Linked DNA regions of Gossypium hirsutum: region 2 is linked to region 1. The links are chromatin contacts, called in public Hi-C maps. All regions are on one chromosome and are shown on one strand. The core of a region is the stretch at or near the end of the contact, and the rest is flanking DNA. Distances in the headings are between cores, read along the strand shown.

The links. Hi-C and Micro-C count contacts between places; a contact is called where the count stands out from the background.
Region 2: a Hi-C map of leaf shows a contact between it and region 1, with 1.9 times the contacts expected there. The contact joins the promoter of LOC121203530 here to the promoter of LOC121204974 in region 1. A contact is called at or near these places in 2 of 34 Hi-C or Micro-C datasets (both in leaf).

What each region holds. Positions count from the first base shown.
Region 1 is chrA08:90,566,281-90,573,414 of Gossypium_hirsutum_v2.1, forward strand. It overlaps LOC121204974 (reticulon-like protein B3), which reads right to left and starts at 2,310. Exons shown (of 5, transcript XM_041075900.1): 1 at 112-2,310. The coding sequence starts at 304.
Region 2 is chrA08:90,854,021-90,860,874 of Gossypium_hirsutum_v2.1, forward strand. It overlaps LOC121203530 (2-C-methyl-D-erythritol 2,4-cyclodiphosphate synthase, chloroplastic), which reads left to right and starts at 5,254. Exons shown (of 2, transcript XM_041074426.1): 1 at 5,254-5,736; 2 at 5,841-6,854. The coding sequence starts at 5,382. The coding sequence ends at 6,103. It overlaps LOC107947508 (DET1- and DDB1-associated protein 1), which reads left to right and starts at 1,219. Exons shown (of 4, transcript XM_016882144.2): 1 at 1,219-1,723; 2 at 3,470-3,530; 3 at 4,372-4,433; 4 at 4,571-4,828. The coding sequence starts at 1,577. The coding sequence ends at 4,648.

The DNA of each region.
Region 1 (7,134 bases), core at 1,060-3,559:
CACGGATGCAAAACGAAAACCGAAACTTCAAAAAAAAAACCCAGGCTTATAAGAAGCTAAAAAACGAAGTGAACAAATTTAAGAAATGAAGAAAAGGGTTTTGTAACATACGTTTGCCTCCACCGAAAACGTCGTGAACGGGCCTTTCTCTTCCAAACAGACGAAAGACTTTGGCCTTCATGGAGGATTCTGATGGCTTGTCGTCATCGGAATCCGAGGAGGAGGAAGATAAATCATGGCCTTTGTTCTTCTCTGATATCTTCTCCAACAACGATTCCTCGTGCTTGTCTTCGTGATCAGACATTATTTTCCCACAGTATTTCTATAAGCCTAACTAAGAGTTTGAAGATCGAAAAGGAAACTCGAGAAACGGAAATTACAGTGTTCTACTTCTACTTGTGCTATTCTGTTCTACTTTTTTAAACTCCAATTCCTTTTGAGGCTAAATAGATGGTCTACAAATTAGATTTAATCTAGACCGCTTAATGTTGCGGTTTTGATCTGGACTGTTCATAGGTTTGGATTTCCGAAGCTGTAAGTTTGGAGTAAAACCGGAACCCGATGTGGAGCAGGCGTATGTAAAATGATCATACAGTAGGTTTTACAGATTCGAGGTTAACGGGCGTTAGATCTTGATGGGGACATTCATGACTAAAACGTGGAATTTTATAAACCGTCAGATTTGTTTATATTTCTTGATGTTGGAGGTAATGGCGTAAGTCCTTAATTATTATATTAAATTAGTTTTATTATTTTAATTGGGAAATTAGAAGAATGATATTAATAAAAATATTAAAAGACATGATGAATTTGTAGACAAAAATAAAATATTTGAATTTTTTTGTAGACCTCATTGAAGGGACCCGCTTATAATTAAATGATTGATTTGTGGTCAATACTAAAGGAAGTCTAACTTGAAAATTATGAGTCCCTTTTCAATGTGTGATGTGTCTCTTCTAGATTTAACAAAGAAAAATAAAATAAATAGACATAATCTAGAAAGATGTTTCTAGGAAAAGGTTCATCAATATACAAATACAACTAATACCGCCTTCTCGAGTATAAAAATAAGAAAAGTTTAATTAACATGATATTGAATATATATTTACATGTTTTAAAAGAAGGTGCAGGACATGTGTCTTATTCCTTATCATTTATTACTACTCACACTTGTAATCTGATAATGCATACATCTGACAAAATGTGGGTGAAATTTGAAGCTCGATTTGCAACTAGAGGAATTTAGGCTGTGGAAGCATGCATTGTAAATTTTTGGGACTTCTTGTTAGTGGTTAAGACAATTATCTGACAGCCACAAAGGGAGTTTCCTCGTAGGGCCACAAGAGGAACAAATAAGAATATCCCAACAAATCCGTGAAAGATGTAGCCATAAAAAGCATCACAAATTCAAAAACAAACAGCAAATTCTGTCATATAACCCTTTTGAAGATTGAAATGTCTTCAGGATGGGAAGATTATTACTTATGTTGACAGATGTTGATGACCCTACATCCAGTTCCGTTCCTATGTGACCAATTCATTCAATCACGGTTAAGAACCGGCATTCAACAAATCTAAGATTTGAACCCCACAGATCCAGGAGCTAACCAGTAAACATGTATGTCTCATTGACTAGCATAGTCATAAATCAGCTCATCGAGGGAACTGTTTTGTCATGAATTAACCATAATGACCATCCTCTAGTCATAGAGGGCAACCTTTCAAGGCTTGTTAGGAATATGAAGGGCTTTGCTAATGCTATCCCTCACCCTCAGCTTCCAAAATGGCAAAACCCCAACCAAACCAAGACATATTCCCTTTTCTTCACAAGTTCAAATTATCAACATCTCTTCACAAGTTGTGTTGCGGTAGGCAGTTAAACATATAAAGGCTACCCTTTTCTTCACCCATAGACTTCCTTTTCTTCCATCTTTAGGTTTTATAATACAGAGAAAAAGAAGTATAAAGTATTGGATGACCCTACAATACGAATAAAGAAAAAAAAAACACCAATTGCTGGACAAAAGTAGAGTAGGGGTAGGAATACGTACCTCATTTGGTGCTGTAAAGATTAAAAAAAAAAGCAATCCAGAAAGAAAATATATAGCCTCCTCTAAGTGGCTTCATGATATCAGCTTGCACGCTTTCAATCAACAAAATACGGACTTGAGCTTCAAATGCTATGGTCTGCAGTCTACAATCGAAATAAGGGCACACTGCTATCATAGAAGCCAATGGCATATTGCTTTGGTTGTAAAAAGAGAACATTCCAAACTTCAACGAATATGCCTTATCTGCTTACACTTGGAAAAATTAAAAATTAAGTTCTGCAGCGCGCGTCTAGTAGTTGTGAGAAATGCCACTGTGGCCCAGTTATTGGCAAATAAAGCAGCAAGCAGGGCCAAGAATATTTTTATACTTAAAAGAAATAAGGAGAATTTTAGAACTTAAAAACAACCCAGATTGCTAGGGCCTGGGGCAATGTACTAACATTTGGATTGGGCTTTGGGAGAAACTGGTTTAAAAAGCCCAATAAACCTGAAAAGGAGAAGCAATAAAAAAGAAGAAAAAAAAAAGTAAAGGAGCTAGAAATGGGATATGATTAAGCCTTAAACTTGAAAAGGAACAATTGTTGTTTACCTCAAGAAAATGGATAAGTGATGGGCCATCCTTCATCTTCAAAAGGAGAGGAAATGGAAACAAAAATATGTAAATTCCCAATACTGATTACCCTCATAATTTCAGAGGCATTGATGTTTCTCTTTTATAGACTAGTTAACTTGTTTATGCATATCTAGTTTTCATCTTTTTTCATCTTTTTTGTATCTTTGGATTGGGCTTATGAAGTTGAAATGTTTTTGGTTGGGTTGATTCTTAATAGTGAAGAGATAGATGTTAACACTTTGGAATGGTAATTTTTTAGTATGTCTATGCTTTGGCCATTTTGGTTGATGGTTTGATCATGAATAGGTGGTTAATGTTATGTGTTCTTCTTAGCTTGGTTGTTTGAAGGAATAACCTTTGATCATGGTGCCTTTGAAGGATATATTGGTTAAATATAGGATGAATGAAATTTTGGCATGTAATTGATGATTTGAATGTGTTTTTGAACCTAGGAAATGATCTAGATATGGCATGTCTTGTTGTGCAAGGAATGGTGCATGAAATTGCTTGTTTTAAGAGTAAAAAATGGTGCACACTGCCAGAGACATAGGCCGTCACACAGCCGTGTGTATTTATTGTTTTAAGTTGTAGTATTCACATAGCCTAGCACATGGTCATGTGATCCAAAACAGTTTGTCATGTAATGACCCAAAATTCACGAGCATCGAAAAAGTACATTATCAGGCCTCCGTCTTAGCAAAATGGGTTCGCAAATATTTATTAGGAATATTTTTTAGGCCAGTTGTGTGTTTAAATATGCTTTAATTAAGTGAATTTAGCCTAATTAAGAGAAATTAGGAAAAAGGACTAAATTGAATAAAGGGTAAAAGTTGAATTATAGATTAATAGAAAGTAAAAAGGGCTAAAATGACAAATAAGCCATTTAGCATAAGTTGAGGCGGCAAGCATGTTAAAAATCTAAGATATTTTTAGATTTTAATCATGTAAATATATATAATTTAATTATAAAATATATTATTAAATTAATTAATTATAAATATCATATTATGAATTAAATTAAATTAAAGCCAAGTGTATGATGATAAAAATATACAAATGTAATAATAGTATGCATACATTTGTAAGATATTTATTTAATTACTTTTTATTTAAGTAAATAGATATTTATTATTTATCATTATTATTATTCTATCAAATTACAATTTATATTACTAAATTATGATTATTATTATTATTATTAAAAATAAATTAAAATAAAGACAAATGTATGGTGATTAAATTATATAAGAATAATGCATATATTTAGACATTTGTAATATATTTATTTAATTATTTTTTATTTAAGTAAAAAGAATTTTATTATATTAAAATATTAAATTATATAAAATAAATAGAATAAGGACAATTGGATGGTGATGATAATAGGCAAGTGTAAAATATATGTGCATCCAATTTTAATATATATATTTGTTATTAAATAAAATATTTATTATAATAATTATTATTATTAAGTTAATAAAGTAAAAGAATAAAATAAATGAAATAAATAAAGAAAACAAAAGAAAGAAAGAACAACAGAAGCATTTCGAAACAGAGGAAAGAAAAGAAAGAAAGAAAATAAAAGGAGAAACTAGGGTTTGGGAGCTTAAAGCTTTAATTGCTAGCAAAGAACCCGAAGCATCGGCATCGAAAGAAAAGGGAAAAGTTATCGAGGAGTAATCAAACAAATCCAGGTTTGTATTACTATAATTCAAATTACTTTTTATTAAATGTTTTATATAAATTTTATATTTAATAAATGAGTATAAGGTAAGTATTAATATTTGAGTTCAATGGGAATTGGATTGGATGGTGAATTTGTATGTATAATTGAATTGTATATTGATTTGAATGTGAAATTGAAACTAAATAGTGATCTTAAATTTGGTATGAAAGTGAAAACTTAATTGAGAATTGGAATACCCTATGAACTAGTTGGGCTAAGTCGGATATAGTTAGCATGCCATAGGATTTGGAAGAGTACGGGATTTATCGGCTTTGCCGATCAGGCACTTTATGTGTCGTATATCAGGCACCTCGTGTGTCATTTCAGGCACTTATGTGTCGTATACTAATCAGGTACTATGTACCGTCTTAGGCACAATATGCCGTACTGGTGTGTTTGGGTTGGAATCCATGTATCCGTCAAAGTCCAGGTTTGTTAATAAGGTGAATAACCAAAATGGGAAAAATTAAATAAATTTGATTGATTATACTATTGAAAATGTGAGAAAGTTGAATTGTGGATTGAAATTGAGATTGGAAATGAAAGGCATGAACTAAATGTTCATGTAGTGATTGAAATTGAGACATATGATATGTGAATGAAATTGAAGAATAGCTAAAAAAATTATATTGTTATTGTTAATTAATGAAAGTTTAAGAATGAATTGATATTTGAAAAATTGGGTAGTTATATGCTTGATAATTATATTCCATTATTATTATTATTTGAATTATAGTAATACCACTGAGTATGAAGTACTCAGTGTACGGTTGTTTTCGTGCGCAGGTCAATAGGATTCCAGAATCCCGGTCCAGCATCCGAACGATCCTAACTCTAGCACAAAAATTTTGGTGATGTTTTCTTCCTTAAATGAAAGTGGCATGTACATAGGTGTTGTAATGGTCACTTTAAAATATTTTATTATTTTTGTTGTAATAAATGATATTTGGTGTTTTGGTACTAAGTTAAATGAAATGGTTTGACAAATTTGGTAAGTTTGGTATTAAACTTGGGAAGAAAAATGAATAAAGCTAGTTAGTAAAATTTTATATGATTTTATGAATGTAATTTGATTATATGGTTAAGTCAAAGTTATAGGCATAATTTAGGTATATTTAGTGTGCAAATGTAATGGTTGAAAGATTTGTTTTGGATTGGTATCAGTTTGAAACTTGCAAGGAAGGTTAGATATTTATAAAGGGGTTATATTGAGTTTTAAAAAAAAATTTACGAAAAGTTTCCGAAGTACCCGAACAAGTCTCGATTCGATTCTAACGTGTGATTTGGACCTCGAGGGTCCATTATAGGGACTTTATGATTAAATCAAGATATGCATGTCATTTATTTCGAATTAATTGTAAATTATCTGATATGTTCTGTAATGCCTCGTAACCTTGTTCAGGCGACGGTCTAGGGTTAAGGGGTGTTACATGTCACATGGCCTGCGACACGATCGTGTGGCCCTATTTCGAATACTCACACGAGTTGGAACACAGTCGTGTGTCCTGACTTTGAATGTTCACACGGTCTAGGCTATGTCACATGGCTTGGCCACAGGCTGTGTGTAACCCCTGTTTTGCAATTTTCAAGTTTTTCTAAAATTTTCTAATTTGTATTGATTTGATCCCAGACTGTTCTCAAACTGTTTTTAGGGTCCCATAAGCTTGATTTAAGACCCATAAATGTAATTATATCATAAATTGATTAGTAAGTTATATGTTTGTAATTTATTTGTTTAACTATTTTGTAAAGAAGTCAAATTGTTCTATTTTGCTCGGTAACACTTCGTAATCTCTATTTCAGTAATGGAGACGGGATAGGGGTATTACATTGGGGTTTTTTTATTAGTTATATCTTTGGCCTCTTGAACACTTGCCTCCACAATATGAACATATTGAATATTTGCTCATTTCTTTTTACGATGATTTTTATTTTTGAAACCGGCTGGCCTTCTACGCTTCAGGTGTGGATTATTTTCTTTTGCACTAACAGTTCGCCCTATTGGGACATCAATTCGTATTGGAGCATTTTCAGCTTGTATGTGAGATTTCGTAATTCTCTTTAGGTTAATAAATGAATCTGATAATTGATTTGTAAAATGAATTATCTACTAAAACGAGGATCTTAGACAATGATAATTCATTTCAAGTACTTTATTCATCCAACTTTTTATTCTCTCCCCCTAATGTTGGGGAAATTATCTCATAATAATTGAAAATTCATGTCATAACTAAATCTCAAGTTAATAGCTCAAAAATATTTCATTATATAAGGAGACTCTTATCAATATACATTTTCAACCTCCTATGATGGCCCATCTTTATGTGTTGTGGTGGATCAGTTGACATATATACAACATATCTAAAAATTCTAATATGGAAAATATTTGGCTCTTGACCAAAAGCCAATTGTAATAGGGAGTTTTTATTATAACTTATTGGCCTGATACACACAAGTGCTTTTGCATGCAAAATAGCATATTCTCAAGTTTGTGCCCATATTTAATAATCTGTATGGTGGATGCATGGACCCATATTTATTTCAAAAATGTAAAACATTAAATCTCAACTTTAGCTAGTAAGTTTTTAATAATCAATATCATTGAGAACAAGCAACACATGAGAATTCTTTAAATTAAAGAAACTTCTGGTTCTTTAATAAATGTCCATATGAATTATCAATTAATTTTCGCATCATATATGATCCAAGATGGTCACGCTTAGTAGTAAATGTATTTGTATCAG
Region 2 (6,854 bases), core at 4,004-6,503, 290 kb after region 1:
GAAGCAACCAATAGTCACTTTGTCTACTAATGAAGATGAGTTTGTAACTGCTATAGCTTGTGCCTCCTAAGCTATTTGGTTGAGAAATATTGTTGAAGAACTAAATTTTTTATAGCAAGGAGCAACAATGATCTTTTGTGATAATAATTCAACAATTAAACTTTCCAAAAATCCAGTGTTACATGGAAGAAACAAGCATATAAATGTAAAATTTCATTATTTGAGAGATCTCACAAATAATGGAGTCGTTGATCTAGTTTTCTGCAGAAGTGAAGACCAAGTTGTAGATATCTTTACCAAATCTCTAAAGAGAGCTACATTTCAGAAGTTGAGGACGTTGCTTGGAATTTGCGCTTTAGAAGATCTATTTTGATATTCCTTTTAAACTAATATTTATAAAATATTTGGTTTAAGGGAGGATTTGTTGAGTTTACGTGTCATTTGTGGAATTTGCAGACCTTGTTTTTAGGGATTGTATTGTTAGTGATATTAGTTAGTTTCATTTTTAAATATTTGTGCTTCTATTTTTAGCACATTATTGTTTTTTCTTTGCTTATTTAAAGCTCTGGTCGATCAATAATATGGTGAGGTAGTTCACAGCATCATTGATTTCTCTGTTCTTCTATCATTATTGATAATTTCATTGTAATAATGATTTGGGATATATAGGTGAGGATGAGATCTTGGAGATCCAATAGGTGGAATGCCATGTCGGCAGCTCTACAATCAATTCCTTGCTCAATTGCACGATGATGGAGGATGTGGAAACTAAGGATTCCCAATTAAGGGTTATTGGTGTTGTTGGTTGTGGACGAAAATGGTGCCTAACATTTGGTAAATTTAACAAACACTAAGGAATAAGAGTAGAGATATAATAAATAAATTATTCTTTATAAAATAAAACTAAAAAAATAAAGAAAAATTTCAATCTAATTTAAGTTTTGTTTGTGGTGTTTTAAAAATATTATTTTATTTATAAAATTATTATTTTAATAAACAAATCTTATGTTAGAAAAAAATAAGTATTCATTTATTTATAATTTTTTATGATTTTGTATGTACTTTTATAGAAAACCAAATTTTTAAATATTTTTTTATTTTTAAAGTTTGTCTTTAAATTTTAATTTTTATATTGTAATAATAAAAAATAAATTGACAATGTGTAAAGTTGAGAGTTTTGTTGGATATTTTAGAGTTACCATTAAGTTGATAAAATTTGCAAACAATGAATGATTAAGTTTGTTATTATGATAATAAAAAAGTACTACATCAACATTTTATTTATGATTTACTGAATGAGTAACCAAACTGAATGAGTGATTAAAATATTAAATTTCCATACAAATCTAAATGAGCAAACTAGAATCTTGCTAATAGTTTATCATTATTTATAGAGTTTACCCTAAATAAAAAAAAAATACTATTTATTTGGGCAGACGAAATGGATGCTTAAGCTATATAGCTCTTTAAATAAACATCAAATTACGGATTAATCATGAAGCAATAGCCCAACACAGGGCTGATTCTAGAACCCGGGCAGGCATTATGGTGGTTTCTCTCACATCTTGTCTATCATATGCATCTCAATCTCTCTGACATTTTAGGTGCAGGCCAGAAACCATCGTTTCATTCTTCCCCAATGGGGTCTATGCTCGGTAACCTGCCGTCCTTTGACCCCCACAACTTCAGCCAACTTCGTCCCTCCGATCCTTCTAATCCTTCCGTAAGTATCCTTGTCATCCTTTTTCAACCCAACTCCAGTTTCCAAAATACATCTCATATGTATTTTAGTTCTGGGTTTTATCTGAATAACTTGTTTATTTTAGCTCTTCTGATATTGCATTGAAACCCCATATGCAGTTTACATGAGTAGTAAACTTTGTTACATTTTATGATTAGGTGGGTTTACCCAGATATGAACTATGGATTTCTTTTTATGAGTAAATTTCCTAAATTCTTACCTTAATGCTATTGCCCATATAATCAGTTACATCTCAGAACCTTTATGGATAAAGTTGTTTGTGGTTTCAAATAAATATATTTGCTTCCCGATCTATATTGGCTTTAAATGATTCATGTAATTCCAACTCTGGTGTTATTACACATTAGTCATTTTATTGTTTGCATTACAAGATACATTTATTATTAGGATGTTGATTAAACTGATGGAATCAAGTTTAATATGGTAAACTTTCTATGCAAAGAATCTAAGTAATGCTAATAGTAAAATTTGTTTTTTTGTTTTGCTAAAGTGACAAAGATCTTTGCCAACAACCTCTTGGCCTAGTGGCAAGAGAATTAGGTTGTGAGGCATGAGAGCTTGGGTTCCATCCCAAGCAACCCCATCCCCAACCCTAATTATCAAAAAAAAAAAAAAAGAAAGAAAAAAAAGAGGAGGAGGTGACAAAGATCTTTATACAACACCAGTGTAAACTTGGAAATGCTTTCTTGCACTAGATAATGATAAGAGTTTCCTTAAGATGGAAGCCTCTATTCTTTGAGAGCTTGAGATTTTCTCCAGTATTTCAGTTCAAAACTACTAAGACTTTAAGTTCACGCTTTTTCCAGATATTGATGTATAGTTGGTAGTTTTAGTTCTTACAAGTTAAGACCGGATCTTAAAAGTTATCATGTAGTTCTTTGTTTTATTTAAGATACTAGCTGAGAATTTGTGTCTATGTGGCCATATGTATAGGTATACTTGTAGACAATAATTTATTTATATGTATCTATATTTGTTTCCATAGTTTGCAGTGATTCCTTGCTTCTGTTATAATGTTTCCGGTTAAGATCATAACAGTTGAAAGGTCCAAATGGTGTTGTTATGACTGTGAATTTGGAATTCAGTCACGGATGATGGATGAGAAAATTCCTCAAGCTCAACACAGGGAGCCTTACCTTAGAACTTGTTACAGAGAAAACCCAGATCGCTTTTCAGGGTTTTGATAAAAATTCGACTTCAATTTTATTATTCCATTCGTCTCATTTTTATTACATAATTAGGATATTTATTTTGGAAAGGAAAGAATCAATTGAAATAAAATCTCAATCGAGGCACCTGAGGATGAACTGAAATAACATATTAAAATCATAATTGAGAAACCTGAGCCTTAATTAGAGAACCCAAATTGATGGTCTATCCTAACATAGGTTTGGTCCACAGAGCATCCACAATAGGTGTACAATTTTCTCCTGCTTCTTATCCTTTTAAGCTATTTTAGCATGTGAGATGTATGCTATTCTACGGAGTTCATCTTGAACTCCTCTATGTTTTTAAATGAACAACTTATGACAAAGTAGTCTTTTTGCTGTCATGGATTGGTCTTTAACAAAATTACACTGCCTTCACTTGTATGGTTTGTTACTTTGTTCAAACATTTTAGGGGCACAACACACTTCTTATTTTTATGTCATGTTAAAGAGTTGATTGCACTAATCTTTTATATTCTAACTTTTTCTTTTTGGCTAGAAAATGGTTCCTTCCACCTACTGTCCCACTCATAGCCAGACTCTTCCACCACCTGATCAAGGTATCGAACAGATATTCTTTCTCCATATTTTTACTTTTGAAACAATCGATCATTTCGAGTTAAAGAGAGATATTCTTGGCACTTTAAACTTTTTGTGATGAAAATATGGTAACCTTTAGTTGTGAATATACTTTCAGGCTCTACCTATATGGTGATAAATTGATAATATATTTTCATAATGTGTGTCGTATAGCTCTGGCAACTTTTTGGCTAGGTTACTTTCAGGGATGTTGAATGTTAAGTTGATGTTTGAGAGCAGAAGTGCTGGAAAAGTATGCTGAGATGTCTGAATTGAACTTATTAATACATGATTTAGTTTTGTTGGAAAAATGGTATTTTCTTCACAAATTGACTTCGAATAAATAGATATGGATTGAGAAATTGATCTTTATGTAGCACTTAATGGATGCCATTGCTACTATTTGTCACACTTTTTTTTTTATTTTATAATCTTCCTCTGAAATGGTGGAATTGATTTATCTTGTTTGTTTAGTTCTTTGTTTCCTTCAGTAATCTATACGCCATAGATTGCTTATTTGAAATTCTTCATCTTCTCTCACTTTTGCTTTGATTGATATCAACAAAGAATAGAATATTTTTTTTTATCAGAAAATATAATCATTAGTTGCTTTACATGATTGAAATTGTTTTTGAAGTTTTAACAACCAGAATGAACGTGTTTGAGGTTCTTATCTGTACACGTGTTATGCTACCGATATAAAGCCACCACTGGTTGGAATTTCATTCTGTTGCAAAATGCCACAGCTCATTGACTTAAATTCTTGACTTTCTTTATATTTTTTTCCCATATATGATTGACCTGTCGAATACTTTTTAACAGTTATAGCCACTGAGGCCAAAAATATACTTATTAGAAATATCTACCAGCGTGCTGAGGAGAAGGTTAGTAGTAGTGGGTTTTCCTTCTTTTGATGTTATAAAACTGCATATACAAATAATTTGATCATCGTAAATAGAAATACACAGGCACATGCATGCACAGATAATTCATCTAGTTTCTTACTGCTTTCCCATTGTAGTTGAGATCGAAACGTGCTGCCACCGAACATCTACTACCAGAGCATGGACGCAAGCAACCTAGGCCTTCCACCTCCTAGTTGTAACTCTTCGTTTTTTTTTTTTGAGGCTGGTGTAAATGTATCTTCTCATATCAAATGTGTTGTAAACTGTGAAAAAAGTTGCTTACCCACTGTTGTTGGCTGGGACACCATACATACCTGTATATTTTGTGTACAAATCAAACTTATAAATGATTATCATTATAATTTTTATGGCGACCACTGTTATTTGTAGTTCGAAATTATCTCATTGGTATTTATATCATACGGCATGGCTGGATTGCTGAAGCTGAATCCTTTTATACTCATTTCAAGTATTCATCAAGATTCCATCTGAAAGTAATGTGAATAGGAATAGTTCCCTTTGGGTGCATGGGGAGATTTGAACCCATTACCTCTAGGATGTAAAGACTACTTGTATCAAGCGTCCTTAAATTCTCTTCATAATCTTGAAGGTGAGTAGCCTTTCAATGACCACTCTTCAATGCAACAACATTCAAAGAGAATAATTACGGTCTAACTCATGCCCTAACACAAATTTCTCTTCTAACAATTACATAGAATTTCAACTCCAAATCACATGGTATGTGAATTGCTATGGGTGTTTATGAAATATCAATAAAATTGCCAAGAAAGATTGGATTTTTGTATGTGTAACTCCATCAAACGGACCACTCAGTGGTTGAAATGTATAACAAATAATGCAAAATGTTTGGTTCCTTCCTGCGTGCATTAAATAAAATAAAACAAGGGGAAAACTGGGAAATAAATTATGGCCACAAAAACAGAGTCAACAAAGAAACTGAAAGCTGAAACTATTCAACCAAAAAACGGAGTCCGTTTTCTGCTAAGACAAAGGTGTCAACGGCAATGGCCACACACTATTACAGTTGTTCAATTCCAGCGAAACCCACCTCCCAAACAAGCTCTAACAACTTTGTCTTCAGCTTTTAGTCTTGGAGATTCAATTTCAGCGGCTGCTACTTCAGTTGGAGTAGATGGACCCACCGCCTCCACCAATCCTTCCAGGTCTTTGCCGTTTAGAGTGGGTCATGGGTTCGGCCTTCATCTTTTGGAGCCTGGCTACCCATTGATCATTGGTGGGATTGATATTCCTCATTCTGATGGTATTTTTTCGTTTCCTATTTTTTCCTTAATTCCCCTCCCCCCCTGAATTTATCTGTTTAAAGTTTCCACAATTTTGCTTTTAATGCTAATTAATATGTTGCAGGAGATGTGCTACTCCATTGTGTTGTGTATGCAATACTGGGAGCTTTAGGCCTTCCTGATATAGGGCAGATAGTTCCAAATTCTGACCCCAAGCGGAAAGGGGCTGCTTCTTCTGTTTTCATCAAAGAAGCTGTGAATATTTCTTTGATGTGGATCCTGGATAATTTTGAGACATTCCTTTTATTTATTTATCTATTTTCGGCTGTTTATTTTCCACTGAATTCTCCTTTGACTGCTTCACTGCTGCCTACCTTAAAAGAATGACAGATACATCGGCCATTGCTATATTATGAAATGTCTGTATGTAGTCTGGCCATAGATGGAATGTTTTAGGTTGGGATACTGGTCCTAGATTACAACCTTAGTACTGTAAGTACCAAAAAGGAACCTTGGTAAAGTAATAGAAAGGGCAATGCTAGTAACCAAGAATATAATCAGTCTGAATGTTGTAGGCTCCACTTAGGTACTCTTTATTCTACATTTAAGTATTAAAATGTTTTGAAACATTCCCTTTTTAGCCATTTCAATAAGAAAAAGAATAATAGAAGAAACTCAGAGTGGGTTGGACTACATGATATGGAACTGCTTTGTTGATTCCATCCGCTTAGAAACTAAAACCGAGTCTGTAGTTTCAAGCATTGGGTAGTTTGTATTAGATGCATCAGCAAAGTAATTTGATAGAGCTCTGCTGTGTTGGGGAGCAGAGAAGTGCATATGAAAATGCTGCATTAGAGCAAACATCTTCTGCTGATAGTGACTTCCTAGCAAACAATGCAATGCACCTTGTACTTTATTTTATACACTGAACCTAATAGGCAATGTATCTTTTCTTCAGGACAGCTTTATCTTTTTTTATTGTTGAAAATGAGATTTAATTTTTTATATTAGACTATAATCACTAATATTGTATGTGCATGAACATAATTGAAGGGAACTTCATATATCCTTAGATTCTATCTAGCCTGCGAAAGTGATTCTACTCGTGGATGCACCTTGTAAACATGATTTTTGACTT